Linked DNA regions of Sus scrofa: region 2 is linked to region 1. Evidence: chromatin contacts called from public Hi-C data. All regions are on one chromosome and are shown on one strand. The core of a region is the stretch at or near the end of the contact, and the rest is flanking DNA. Distances in the headings are between cores, read along the strand shown. Region 1 overlaps TTLL5 (tubulin polyglutamylase TTLL5). Region 2 holds the start of IFT43 (intraflagellar transport protein 43 homolog).

Evidence for each region. Hi-C and Micro-C count contacts between places; a contact is called where the count stands out from the background.
Region 2: a contact with region 1 is called in a Hi-C map of alveolar macrophages, with 3 times the contacts expected there. The contact joins the promoter of IFT43 here to the enhancer-like site in region 1. A contact is called at or near these places in 5 of 5 promoter capture datasets (fetal liver, fetal skeletal muscle, liver and 1 more), 30 of 47 Hi-C or Micro-C datasets (adipose tissue, alveolar macrophages, blood and 13 more) and 1 of 2 datasets of contacts at active chromatin or transcription factors (skeletal muscle).

Annotation. Positions count from the first base shown.
Region 1 is chr7:99,074,828-99,080,728 of Sscrofa11.1, forward strand. TTLL5 (tubulin polyglutamylase TTLL5) reads left to right here. Exons shown (of 32, transcript XM_021099539.1): 31 at 2,637-2,718. Among named protein-coding and RNA genes, the nearest start is that of TGFB3, 76 kb to the right of the region's middle. Within about 2 kb of position 3,519, at least 2 of the 83 cell types and tissues checked have an H3K27ac peak or open chromatin away from gene starts, as enhancers often do. A contact at or near this core is called in alveolar macrophages, where this site is marked.
Region 2 is chr7:99,152,287-99,158,191 of Sscrofa11.1, forward strand. It overlaps IFT43 (intraflagellar transport protein 43 homolog), which reads left to right and starts at 3,603. Exons shown (of 9, transcript XM_013978326.2): 1 at 3,603-3,962. It overlaps TGFB3 (transforming growth factor beta 3), which reads right to left and starts at 1,819. Exons shown (of 7, transcript NM_214198.1): 1 at 1,207-1,819. The coding sequence starts at 1,552.

The DNA.
Region 1 (5,901 bases), core at 2,269-4,768:
GTCACATCCAGCCAGTAGCTCCCTGTTCCCTGCCTCGGTTTCTTCTGTTGCCTTCAAAATTGTACCTGCCTGCCTCCCTTTTTGCCGCTAATACTCAGGGCTTCCTCTGTGACACCGAGATGAGCCCCATGATGCTTCTTGACTCAGCTGCTCCTAACACAAGCAAACGGGCCTCTGGCTTTTTAACTTCTACAAAGGAAAGGACTCACCTAGGCCCTCCAGAACGTCTCCTTTTCCACTTGGACCTGGAAGAGCAAAGATCAGCCTACAGATGCTTTGGATGGTGTTTTGGGGTCCATAAGTGGCTGCAATAAATTGCGAAAGCTTCCAGATGTAGCTCTCCAAGGCTGAGGCTTAGGTAAAGGGAGAAGCCCTCTGCTCCTTTCTCTCCTTTTTTGCCACTGTGGTTCATATGTCCTCAAAAGTGGAAAGGAGTGGGTAGAGCCCAGCCCATAGCTCACTAGACGGGGAGGGCTGTAAGGCAGTGTGATCCTTGCATTGCTGTTGGGGTGTCTTCCCAAGTGGCAGATGTCCGCTGGGGGCGAAGGGACCACCTGGGCACCTAAGCCACCACCAGGCTCTCTAAGTGCTCCGCAAACCACCTTGCTCTGTACCCACCAATCAGTGTTTCCCTCACTTCTCTAGTGATACGAACCCCCTGGACCCCTGGGCTCCTATGAAATGCCTAGGTTCTCAAGGCCTGTCCCAGATCACGGAGTCAGAGGCTCCGAGGGAAGGCCTGGAAAGTCACACCAGGTGATTCCTGTCAAGGACATTTGGCGAACACTGCTTCACCACCACCACCACCAACACACACATACACACGCACGCACGCACGCACACTTTGGCCATTCAAAGGCCCTTTCTCCCTTAGAATTATTAAATAGGCCATTTCTTCCCTGTGAAAAGCTCTTCCCTGTTCCCTACTGTGGGCTCACGCCTGCTTCTCACTTCATGACTTGGCTAAAGTATGATTTCCTCAGAAAGGCCAACCTTGACCACTCTCCTCACCATCTAAATCAGGTTCCCTGTTTCATTCTCTCCTAACACCCTGCGCTGCTTTTCCTTAGCATGTATCACAGTTTATATCTTATGTGGTTGCCTAGTGTCTGCCTGCTCACTGGTACTGAGCACAGGGAATGCTTAATAAGTATGTTTTGCGTGAGTGAATAAATGGAAAAAATAGTGTTGGGAGAGGGTGCCTAAGGTTGGAGTAAATGCTGCTCAACAAATAAAGCAGTGAGTATATGAGAACCTTAATCACCCAGGTAAAATTTTTACACACCAGCTAAAATCAGATAGATGAGCCCAACAATTAAGTATTGTCATGGGGCAGTGGGTCAGATTATTTCAAAAAAATGCTTATTGGAGTTCCTGTCATGGCGCAGCAGAAACGAATCCAACTAGGAACCATGAGGTTGTGGGTTCAATCCCTGGCCTCATTCAGTGGGTTAAGGATCCGGCATTGCCATGAGCTGTGGTGTAGGTCACAGATGCATCTCTCGGACCTGGCGTTGCTATGGCTGTGGCTGTGGCATAGGCCAGAGGCTACAGCTCTGATTAGACCCCTAGCCTGGGAACTTCCATATGCTGCGGGTGCAGCCTTAAAAAGACTAAATAAATAAATAAATAAATACCTAAGGTATACAAAATGCAATATTGGGAGCTACAGGCAGAACAGTGAATAAGATTAAAACAACCTCTGTCTTTATGGAGCATATAATTCCAGCAAGAATGACAGATATTAAGCAACCAGTTACACAGTCTTAGAATTTTGATAAATGCAATGAACGAATTACAAAGCTGTGAGAGCCTATAGCAGAGAAACCTGGCATGGTCTGTAGGACATCAAGGTAGTCATAGAATTTCTAAAACACGAGCCTGGGAGATCTGTGCCCAAAGAGTCTAATATTCTTTGTCCTATCTCTTGCCAAAGGTGGCATGAGGACAGCTGCCCCCAAATAACGGTTTCTCGGCCTCGGCACCATGGACATCTTGGGCTAGAACATTTCTTTGTTTGGGGACACTTTCCAGTGCTCTGTAGGAAAGGTGTAGCATCTTTCCTGGCTTCGACCCACTAGGCTCCACAAGCTATGACAACTACAAGTGCCTCGAAATTGCCAAATGTCCCTTGTGGGAGGGTGAGAGTAGGGGACAAATCTGCCCCTCCTCCTTCCCCCAGTAGAGAATCACTATCCTCAGATTTGCCCGCTACCCTCACCCTCCCACGAGGGGCATTTGGTAATGCTGAGACATTTGTGGTATCATACAAGATATGATTTATCCAAGTCAATACCAAGAACTTAATTTATTCATTTAATAAGCAAATATTGGTGGAGTGCGTCTCAGGTTCCAGGCATTGTTCTAAACACTGGGGACACAGTAGTGATCAAAGTCTGGGCTTTCTTGAAGCTACATTCCAGTGTGGAGAGGTGGACAATCAGTTTTCAGATACATAACCTTTCAGAAGAAGGGGATGGATTGATCGTATAAGTCCTTTCTCGTGAGATGACATCTGGTCTTGAAAGAAGCAAGGGAATGAGTAGCAATGCCGAGAGCAAGAGGCAGAGCCATTGGAGGGCCTGGACTTGACCTCGCTTTCTCTCTGCAGCTCTAACAAGCTGCTTGTGTTTCAGAGGATCCTCCACGGAAGGGCAGCTGAGTGGACTCCAGAGCAGCCTTAATCTGCAGCCTTCGTGCCCATCACCAGCTCCGCAGGTGAGTTCCAGGCCAGACAGCGGGGAGGGGCTGGGCTGCCTCTGAAGAGAGCGCCAGTCCACAGTACGAAGCATCCAGGTTTCTGAAGCATTGGCAAATGGGTGTTTTGTTCCTTTCTTCTTTCAAACGATACCGACATTTTAGGAGTAAATGGTTTTCCAGAACTGGTTTGGGATATTTGGAATTTCCCAGTCTGGTAGAATGTCAGCAGGTTTGCAGCAATTAGTAAAAATGCCTTGTTCGACTGGTGTTTTACTGTTTCTATGGTTTTTCCGCATGTGGGGTCTCTCGCTAAATCCTCACTGCACCTTGTGAGGTCTAACCTCGTCCCTCCGCATGAGGAATCAGAGGCTCAGAAAGTCAAGGGGCCTGTGGGAGATGCTCCATGGATGCAGATCCAGAGCTGTGGTCTGATGTGCATCCTGTCATGCTGATGTCACGGTCTGTTGCCAGGTAGTTGCTAAGGGCCTCTCAGTGGAGGTGCAGGGATAGTTTTCTGTGAATAATAATTTAGAAAAATACTCAAATAGCTATTCAGAAAATTGAAAGCAAATCACTTGGATTCAATTCAACAAATACTTATTTTTGAGCCTTCTTGAGAAAGTAGCATGTTGGGCACTGAGGCACGTAAGGTGAACCAGACAGCCCCTGCCCTGGGGAGCCTGGGAGGGGGGACTAGCAGGCACTGGGGACTCAGAATAATAGACAGAGTTGGCTGAGCGCTTGCTATGTGTCAGGCACAGTCCTGAATGCTTTACATGTCACAACTCATTTGTTCACAAAATGGGCGTATAATATAGGAGCTGTGTTCCCCATTTCATGGCTGAAGCAATAAAGGCACAGATTATGAAATGCACTTAAAACCTCCCAGCTGGGAGTTCTCACTGTGGTGCAACAGGATCAGTGGTGTCTCTGGAGTGCTGGGACTCAAGTTGGATCCCTAGCCCGGCACAGTGGGTTAAGGATCCTGTGTTGCACTGGCTGCAGTGTAGGTCACAACTACGGCTCTGATCCAGATACCTGGCTCAAAAGGGAAGTCCCTATGCCACGTGGTGGCCAAAAAAGAAAAAGATAATAATAATAAACAAGTAAAACCTCGCAGCTAGTAAATGGTGGGGCAGTATTTGAAGCCAAGCAACCTGGCCCAAGCGCTTTAGGGATTGGGGCGGGCTTCCTAGAGGAATAAGCATCTTTGCGGGAGTCTGACTATGGACAGGTCAGCCAGGAGAGTTGGGGATGTGGGGTGGAACAGTGTGGGAAGGGAGCTGGTGCTGACCTCAGGGGTCAGTGTGGCTGGGGACCAGGGATGAGCAGGGAGTGGCAAGAGGCTGTAGAGGTACAAGGTCAGCCTCTAAGCCGTGGAGGGAGCTTGTTCCTGAGAGCAGTGGGGAGCCGTGAAGGAGTTTAAGGCCCAGCTGCGAGGGGGTGTGTGTGTGACCCAGTACACCTTAAAATGACCAGGCTCGCTGAGGAGTCTGATTACTTTGACGGTATCATGAGGCTACTTACATCTGCATCATAGGCTTACTCTGAGAGCCAAAGGAAGCAATATAAAGAGAACGGCACTATTACTGCATCTGAGTCAGATAATCCTATGAGAAGAGTAGATTTTATTCTCCACTTAAACTTTTTGAATCTGAATTCAAAATATATCTGATGGGAGTTCCTGTCGTGGTGCAGCAGAAACAAATCCGACTCGGAACCATGAGGTTGTGGGTTCAATCACTGGCCTCGCTCAGTGGGTTAAGGATCCGGCGTTGCCATGAGCTATGGTGTAGGTCGCAGATTCGGCTCAGATTTGGTGTGGCTCTGGCTGTGGCTGTAGCCAGCAGCCGTAGCTCTGATTAGACCCCTAGCCTGGGAACCTCCATATGCCATGGGTGCAGCACTTAAAAAAAAAAAAAAAAAAAAAAAAAAAGATACATCTGATTGTGATGAGTGTATAGTCTACCCCCGTCAGGGGACCCCAAAAGAATTACTAAAACACTGCAGTTATTTTTAAGGAAGTTAAATTTCCACCTGGAACTCGTACGGCCTGAGAAGTGTGGCTAAGATAACCTGGGACTGGTTGCAAGGGTCTCCATGAGATACAGCAGTGAGGGCCCCTGCAGCTCTTCACATTTGCTGAGGCTGGACAGGTGTACAAAGCTTGGCAGATCCAGGAAGCCTGCTCATTTTATTTACATGTCTAATTGGTAAATTAAGTACATAATTGAACTCTTTGCATGCACTCTGGCTGAGGAAGGGGGAAATTTGAGGGGCCACGTTGGTCATGCTTTCAGCATCTTGATCATGAATTAATATTTACTGATTGTTGGCGTTACTTAGAAGTTTTTATAACAGTTGTACTGAATTTGTGATGAAAACAGAGCAAGGAGGAGTTCCCGTCGTGGCGCAGTGGTTAACGAATCCGAGTAGGAACCATGAGGTTGCGGGTTCTGTCCCTGGCCTTGCTCAGTGGGTTAAGGATCTGGCGTTGCCGTGAGCTGTGGTGTAGGTTACAGACGCGGCTCGGATTCTGCGTTGCTGTGGCTCTGGCGTAGGCCAGTGGCTACAGCTCCGATTTGACCCCTAGCCTGGGAACCTCCATATGCCGCGGGAGCGGCCCAAAGAAATAGCAAAAAGACAAAAAAAAAAAAAAAGAAAAAAAAAAAGAAAACAGAGCAAGGAGAAGTTCTTCTTCTTTTGTCTCTAAATAACTCTAGACCTCTAAAAAGTCCGTCGAACGTATTTCTCTTCTGTGACTTTCCCGGTGTTCCTGATCCTTAAAGAAATACTGATGAACATGATGTAGCAAGGCTCAGGCATTTTCCACATTCCCAATAAAACACTTAGCAATATAATAATAACTAACCTTATTAGAACTATTTATAAAGCTAGAAATAACTCCCTGACACGTCAGCATTTCAACTACAAATTATGTTCTTCTCTATTACACATAGATTTAAAGGTGTTCTTCTAGGGGTTCAGAAGAGTATCCTATAAAAAGGAGAAGGTTAGGTTGCTTTTTAAAACATTTTTCTTTAAACCTACAAGAGGGAAAAACAACCCCCATAATAAGTCAAAAAGTTTACACGTCTCTCTGAGTTGGGAAGTTCTGCCTGTATAGGAATCACTAGACTGACTATGAAAGGTATTTAGCCCTGTCTGGTCAAGTTAACTCAGTTATTGAGTCCATGAATA
Region 2 (5,905 bases), core at 2,353-4,852, 78 kb after region 1:
CTGCCGACCACACGCACCTTGCCTGCTCCGTCCAACTCTCCCACCCCTATTCCAGGCACTGCCCACCTCCCAGGTGAGCCAAGGCTGAGGTAGCCTGGGCATCAAGGACACCTGCTGGTAGGAAAAGCAAACAGAGCTGTTCCCAGAGTCCCTGGCCCGTGAGTGGCTCACATTCCTCCTTCCTGGGCTGTCAGTTTCTCAGCATCTGCCAAATCTCTCTTTCTTGTATTGAGGTTTTTTAAATCCCCGTTCAGTAAACACACATGACTTCCACACGTGTACAAACACACACAGACGTCTCACCCAGAAGCCGCCCAGCTTCGCAGCACAGACGGGAGCCTCCTGGGAAGACACACTCCCAGACACACGTCCCCTCTGCACCCACAGCCACACTTCCCACCCACTCTTCCCTGACACGCAGACACAAAAGGGCTGCCAGCGTCGTCTACACATCCAGAGCCACATCCCTGCTTTCTCCATGTCCACAGGCCTGGAAGACGCCCATACTGCACACATGAATCAGTCTTCTGTGCAAAGCCAGAGCTCCACATCGCTTGAAAGCACATGTACACGTGAACAGAGGTGCATCCCCTTCCCCCACACAGCTCACGTGGGTCACATGTGTCGCGTGGACTGAAAGGCCTAGACAGCTAGAAGCTGTCTCTTGCCTGGGCTTCAAAAAACTGGACAGGCATTAATTTGGGGCAAGTATACTCTTTGTCCCCAGCTGTGGACAAACCGAGCGTGAGACGTGTCACAATGAGGTGTGAAAAGCAGGGGGCAGACCGAGGTCCCCAGCCTCATAGAACTGCAAGGGCTCTCTTAGGAGAGAGCAGCCCGGTCCCTCTGCGGCATCCACAGGCTCACAGATACCTATCTGACCCATATGCCACAGCGCATGTGTTAACGCGACAGCACCACATCCCTCCGAATTAAAATCGGTCAATGATGGGATGGGAGTTTAGCAGGCCGCTCAACTGCAGGGCTCCCGGCCTCCCAGCAGCACCCAGCTCTTACCAGGAAGGTCCCTCTGCCTCTTCCCACCCACCTCCCCAGCCCTCTGGCTGCGCATCATACCTCCGGAGCCCTGGGGCCTCGAACCCTGGGCACCCCGCTGTGTGGCCACCGCCAGGCCCCCCTCTGTGGAGCGCCCTACTCCCGGTCAGACCCTCCAGAGCAGACACCCCAGCGGGAATTTGGACTCACTGTGCTCCTCCAGCCCCTGGATCATGTCGAATTTATAGATTTCCTTGGCATAGTACTCCGACTCGGTGTTTTCCTGAGTGCAGTCGTCTCCCCTCTCCCCGTGCACCTCCTCCAGCAGCTCCCGGGTGCTGTTGTAAAGGTCCAGGACCTGGGTGGGGATGTTGGCCAACATCGATGGATCGGGGGGACTGGTGAGCCTGAGTTTGCTCAAGATCTGTCCCCTAATGGCTTCCACCCTCTTCCTCTTGATGTGGTCGAAGTCCAAGGTGGTGCAAGTGGACATGGAGAGGCTGACCGTGGCAAAGTTCAGCAGGGCCAGGACCACCAGAGCCCTTTGCAAGTGCATCTTCATGCGTGAGCCGGGGAGAGAGGCCCGGGGGCTGCGAGGCCTGGTGAGGAGGAGACCCCAGCCGACGTGCAGAAGGAGGGAGGAAAACCAGGCGGCCTCCCTAGATCCCGAAGACTGAGGCTTGGCAAGAAGGTGCATGAACTCACTGCACTGCGAGAGCTTCAGGACTTCCAGGAAGCGCTGGCAACCCTGAGCACGAAGAAGCCGACTGTGTGCCTTGAAGCTCTGGGTTTCTTCTCCATGTGTCTAAACAGGTTCTGCTGGGCTCTGACTCCCAGCAGGCCAGGTGGAGGGCAAGCAGAGGGCTGGGAGGGGTGGCAAGGCAGCTGGGAGTGGGAAGGGAGCTGGAGTTTTTCCTTAGGTAAAAATAAATAGAGCGGATATCTGATATTGCCAAACGCCGCTTGGCGATGGGGAGAAAGTGGGTATTTTAAAGAGGGAGCAGAAGGACCATGGCTGGGTCCCAAAAATCAAAATCTTTGCGTTGCCCTGAAGGAGAATAAGAAAAGAGGATGGAAAAGCAAAGAAAAAAAATTTTTTTTTTAAAAAGTCGGATCCCAGTGAGTAGGTGGGGAGAGGCAGGGCTAGGCTGCTGCTGGCCCAGCTAAAGGTGGGGGCAGCGCAGGACACACTTGTCTCTCGGGCACACCATTCATGCTTTCTCTTTTGTTTACACTTCCTCGGGGGCTTTCTAAATGACTTTGTTCATGCTGCCTCTCATCTTCATTGGCTGGGATGCGGGCTTATGTGCAATTGGAATGCAAGGGGACAGCCCCTGGAGAGTAGCCCCAATAATCCACTTGGACGCCCAGGTCACCAGCACCTCGGCTTGTCTTCTCCCTCGGCCATTGCTTCTGGTCCCTGCTTCTTAAAAAATAAAAATAAAAAGGAAAAGAAGAATAAAACAGAAGCCGGTTGGTTCACTGCATGCCTCCTCCGGAAAGCTGTTACTCCTTCTTTCTCATGCTTCTTCCCCTATCTCTCGCCTCCTCTCTTGCTCATTCCCTTGGACTTGGCTTTCTGGTTCCCTCCCTTTCTCTCCCTCTAGCTTCCCTCTCCCTCTCCCTCTCTCTCACACACTCACATGCACACACACTGCTTTCTCTATTTCTCTCTGCTGAAATTTTATACCTCCCTCCCATGACGTTTCTGGCCCGGGGGCGGGGGGGGGGGCAAAGGAGGTGGGGGATTGGGGGGGAGGGACCAGTTCACGCAGCCTCTTTTGCTGCACGATTTTAATGTTTTAAACAGGCACAGGAAAAGCCGAGCCCGTTTGAAAAATACTTTGCGAGTCCTCTCGATCGACGTGGTAACTGAACTTTTTTTCCCCTCTTGGAGTCACTCCTGCTACACGTTGACTGTTTTTCTGGAAAGTTACTCCGATGAATCCCCTCCCTCCTTCTCCCCCCCGACTCCTTCGCCCTCTCGCCAGCTGTCAGTCCGTCCCCTCCTCGGCCGGTCTCTCGATCCCTCCCAGGCCCCGCGTCCCCGGCCGCCCCCCGGCCTGGCGGGACGTAGGCAGGGACGGGGCGGGGGGAGAGGGGCGCGGGGCGTGGGAGGGGCGGCCGTGCCCACCCTCGGTGGGGGTGACGCCCGGCCTGGGAGCGGGGTTGGAGTTGGGTTCAGCTCCGCGGCGATGCTGGCCCCGATTCTTCATTGACAAGATTGGAGTCGGGTGGCTCGCGGAAGCTTGGCGACGCTCCAGGGGCATTGAAAAATGGTGGCGTTTTCCGGCAGATCGAGGGTGCCCTCTGGCGAGGCGAGGCCGCCAGTGACGGGGGCTCCCCCGGGGTCGGGAGGGTTTGGGGGTAAGGCTGGGGGCCTGGGGAGATGGGGCCGCGAAGGAGGGTGCAGAAAACAAGATCAGGTGCCCTGGGGAACAGGCTCCCTCCCGGCCCGAGGTGCGTACAAGTGCACCTCTCCCTTCCCGGAGCCCCTTCTGCAGCGGCTCTCGCAGAAATGTCCTCCAGATGTTGCTGGCCTCCCTCCCCGCCGAGGGTTCCGCGGGGAGCTGCGCCAGCGAGCGCAAAGTCAGCAGTTGGCCCGAGCCCATTTCCCAGATGGGTGAGGGGAGGTTTTCTCTCCACTTTCGTTCCTTTTCTCAGCCTAAGCTTCTAGGTCTTTTCCCATCAAAAACGTAGGGAGGGCAAGCCACAACGCCTGCCCCCGCCCCGCCAACTCAGGAATGTCTCTGAATTGATCACTTTCCTGGGAATCAGTGCTGCTGCCCGCCGCCACCCCATCCCGCCTCGCCCCAGCCTTCCTGACCCTTCCTGCGAGGGCCTGTTCTGCTCCTGGTTCCTAGGCCGCTAACTGAAGGGATGCTCTCAGCCTCCCCAGGGCAGTGGCTGATCAATTTAAGCTGAGGAAACGGAGGCACGGACCGATTTTCGAGCGTACACCGCTGGTGAGTGGTGGTGGTAATATTTAACAAGGGCTTTCAGGTTTGGGAAATATTCCTAGATGCAGAAAGCTTAAAGTAACTTGCTTTTTACAGCAGAAATGATCGCATTGTAAATCAACTGTACTTCAATAAAACTTTAAAAAATTAAAACAACTTTTTTTTCTAGAGTAAATTATTTTGAATGACTTTAGGTCATATAGTTAGTGAGCGTCAACACTGAGATGTGGACCCAGGAAATCTGTGGCCAGTTAATCTATGCACTTAACTACTCTATGCTATACTGCCTCTGGAATTCAGCTCTCATTTGAGAAATATTTTGATATCTACTATATGCCAGGCCCTGTTCCTGGCTCGGTGGATGCAGCAGTGAATGAAACAAAGCCATTCCCTTATGGACTTTATATTCTCGAGGTGGAGGTGGGGCAATGGGAAGGCAATAAATGAAATAAATGTGTAAGCAGTGTAATAATGGTAAAAGGTCCATGCCATGGTGGAGAATAAAGCAGGGAAGGAGGAGAGGAAGTGCCTAGGTTGGGGAAATGTTGCAGTTTAAAATCTGAGAAGGCCTTGTGGAGGCCTTTAAATAAATACTTGCAAAACAGGAGGGAAAATTGTTGAAGTTATACCCGCCTGGGCTCCACTTCTAGCAAATCAGAGTTCACATCTGTTTTTAGCAAACTTTGCAGGTGAGTCAGTGCAAGGTTTGGAAGACACTACTCCAGGGCCTCTTTCTGCACACAGTGAGCACCTCTTGCTTTCAGGAAGTCAGGGAAGAAGTAGGAGTGAAGGCTTGGAAAGTGGCCCCAAGGTGGTGATGGTGCAGCTGTGGAAGAAGATAGAAATGGAGTCTCAGGCGTTCCCGTTGGGGTGCAGTAAAAATGAATCCAACTAGTATCCATGAGGATGCAGGTTCGATCCTGGCCTGGTTCTGTGGGTCGGGGATCTGGCATTGCCCTGAGCTGTGGTGTAGGTTGCAGATGCAGCCTGGGTCCCGTGTTGCTGTGGCTGTGGTGTAGGCTGGCAGCTACAGCTCAAATTCAACCCCTAGCCTGGGAAATTCCATATGCTTCAGGTGCAGTCCTAAAATGCAAATAAAAAGAAAAAAAAAAAGTAAAGAAAAGAAAGAAAGAAAGAAATAGAGTCGCTCTTGCTAAGAAAGCTCTCTACAATGGAACTAAAAGGTCACTGGGGGAGTGTGAATTATGTAAGTCTCAGCCTGGATAAAATCTGACCTTTTGACCACTTATTGTCCTAATGAAGGCATCCAGAAGATCTGCCAGAAACTCAAGATACTTATCAGACCCCTACCTTACAATAACTCGTGACAGCCTATCTACTTATCAGACCCTTACTCGGAAGTAACTCGTGATTCCTTAAGGACAAACATTTCCTTTCTCGTAGTAGCAGAGAACAGCCTCATGACTTTTGCCTTTTGTAAGCCCCTGACTCTTTCTTTTCCCTGGAACACTCTTGATTTTACCAGAATCTGTCTCCCAACAATTCTTAAGATAGCCCTCCAATAAAGCTCTTTGTTCTTTGCAGCCCTGATACTGATTATTGTTTAATAGAGCTCACAAGAAATGGAAAAATTCAGGAGTTCCCATGGTGGCACAGCAGGTTAAGGATCCATTGCTGTCTCCGCACGGCCCAGGTCACTCCTGAGGCTCGGTTCCATCCCTGGCCGGCATGGTGGGTTAAGGATCCAGCATTGCTGAAGCTGTGGGGTAGGTTGCAAATTTCAGGGCGATAAGCCCATCTGGGGGTCCAAGCTGGGGTTCCCCAATACCAAGGCCTGGTCAGTAATATTGACCTGGGGGTCTTACAGGGTGAGCTAATGAAGGCTCAACTGACTTTTCTCATTAGGCTGGGAGTTTGAGGGCCATCTTCCTCTGCTGGCCTGGGAGAATGGGTGGCACCCAGGAACACGTGCTAGAGGAAAGTTCTTT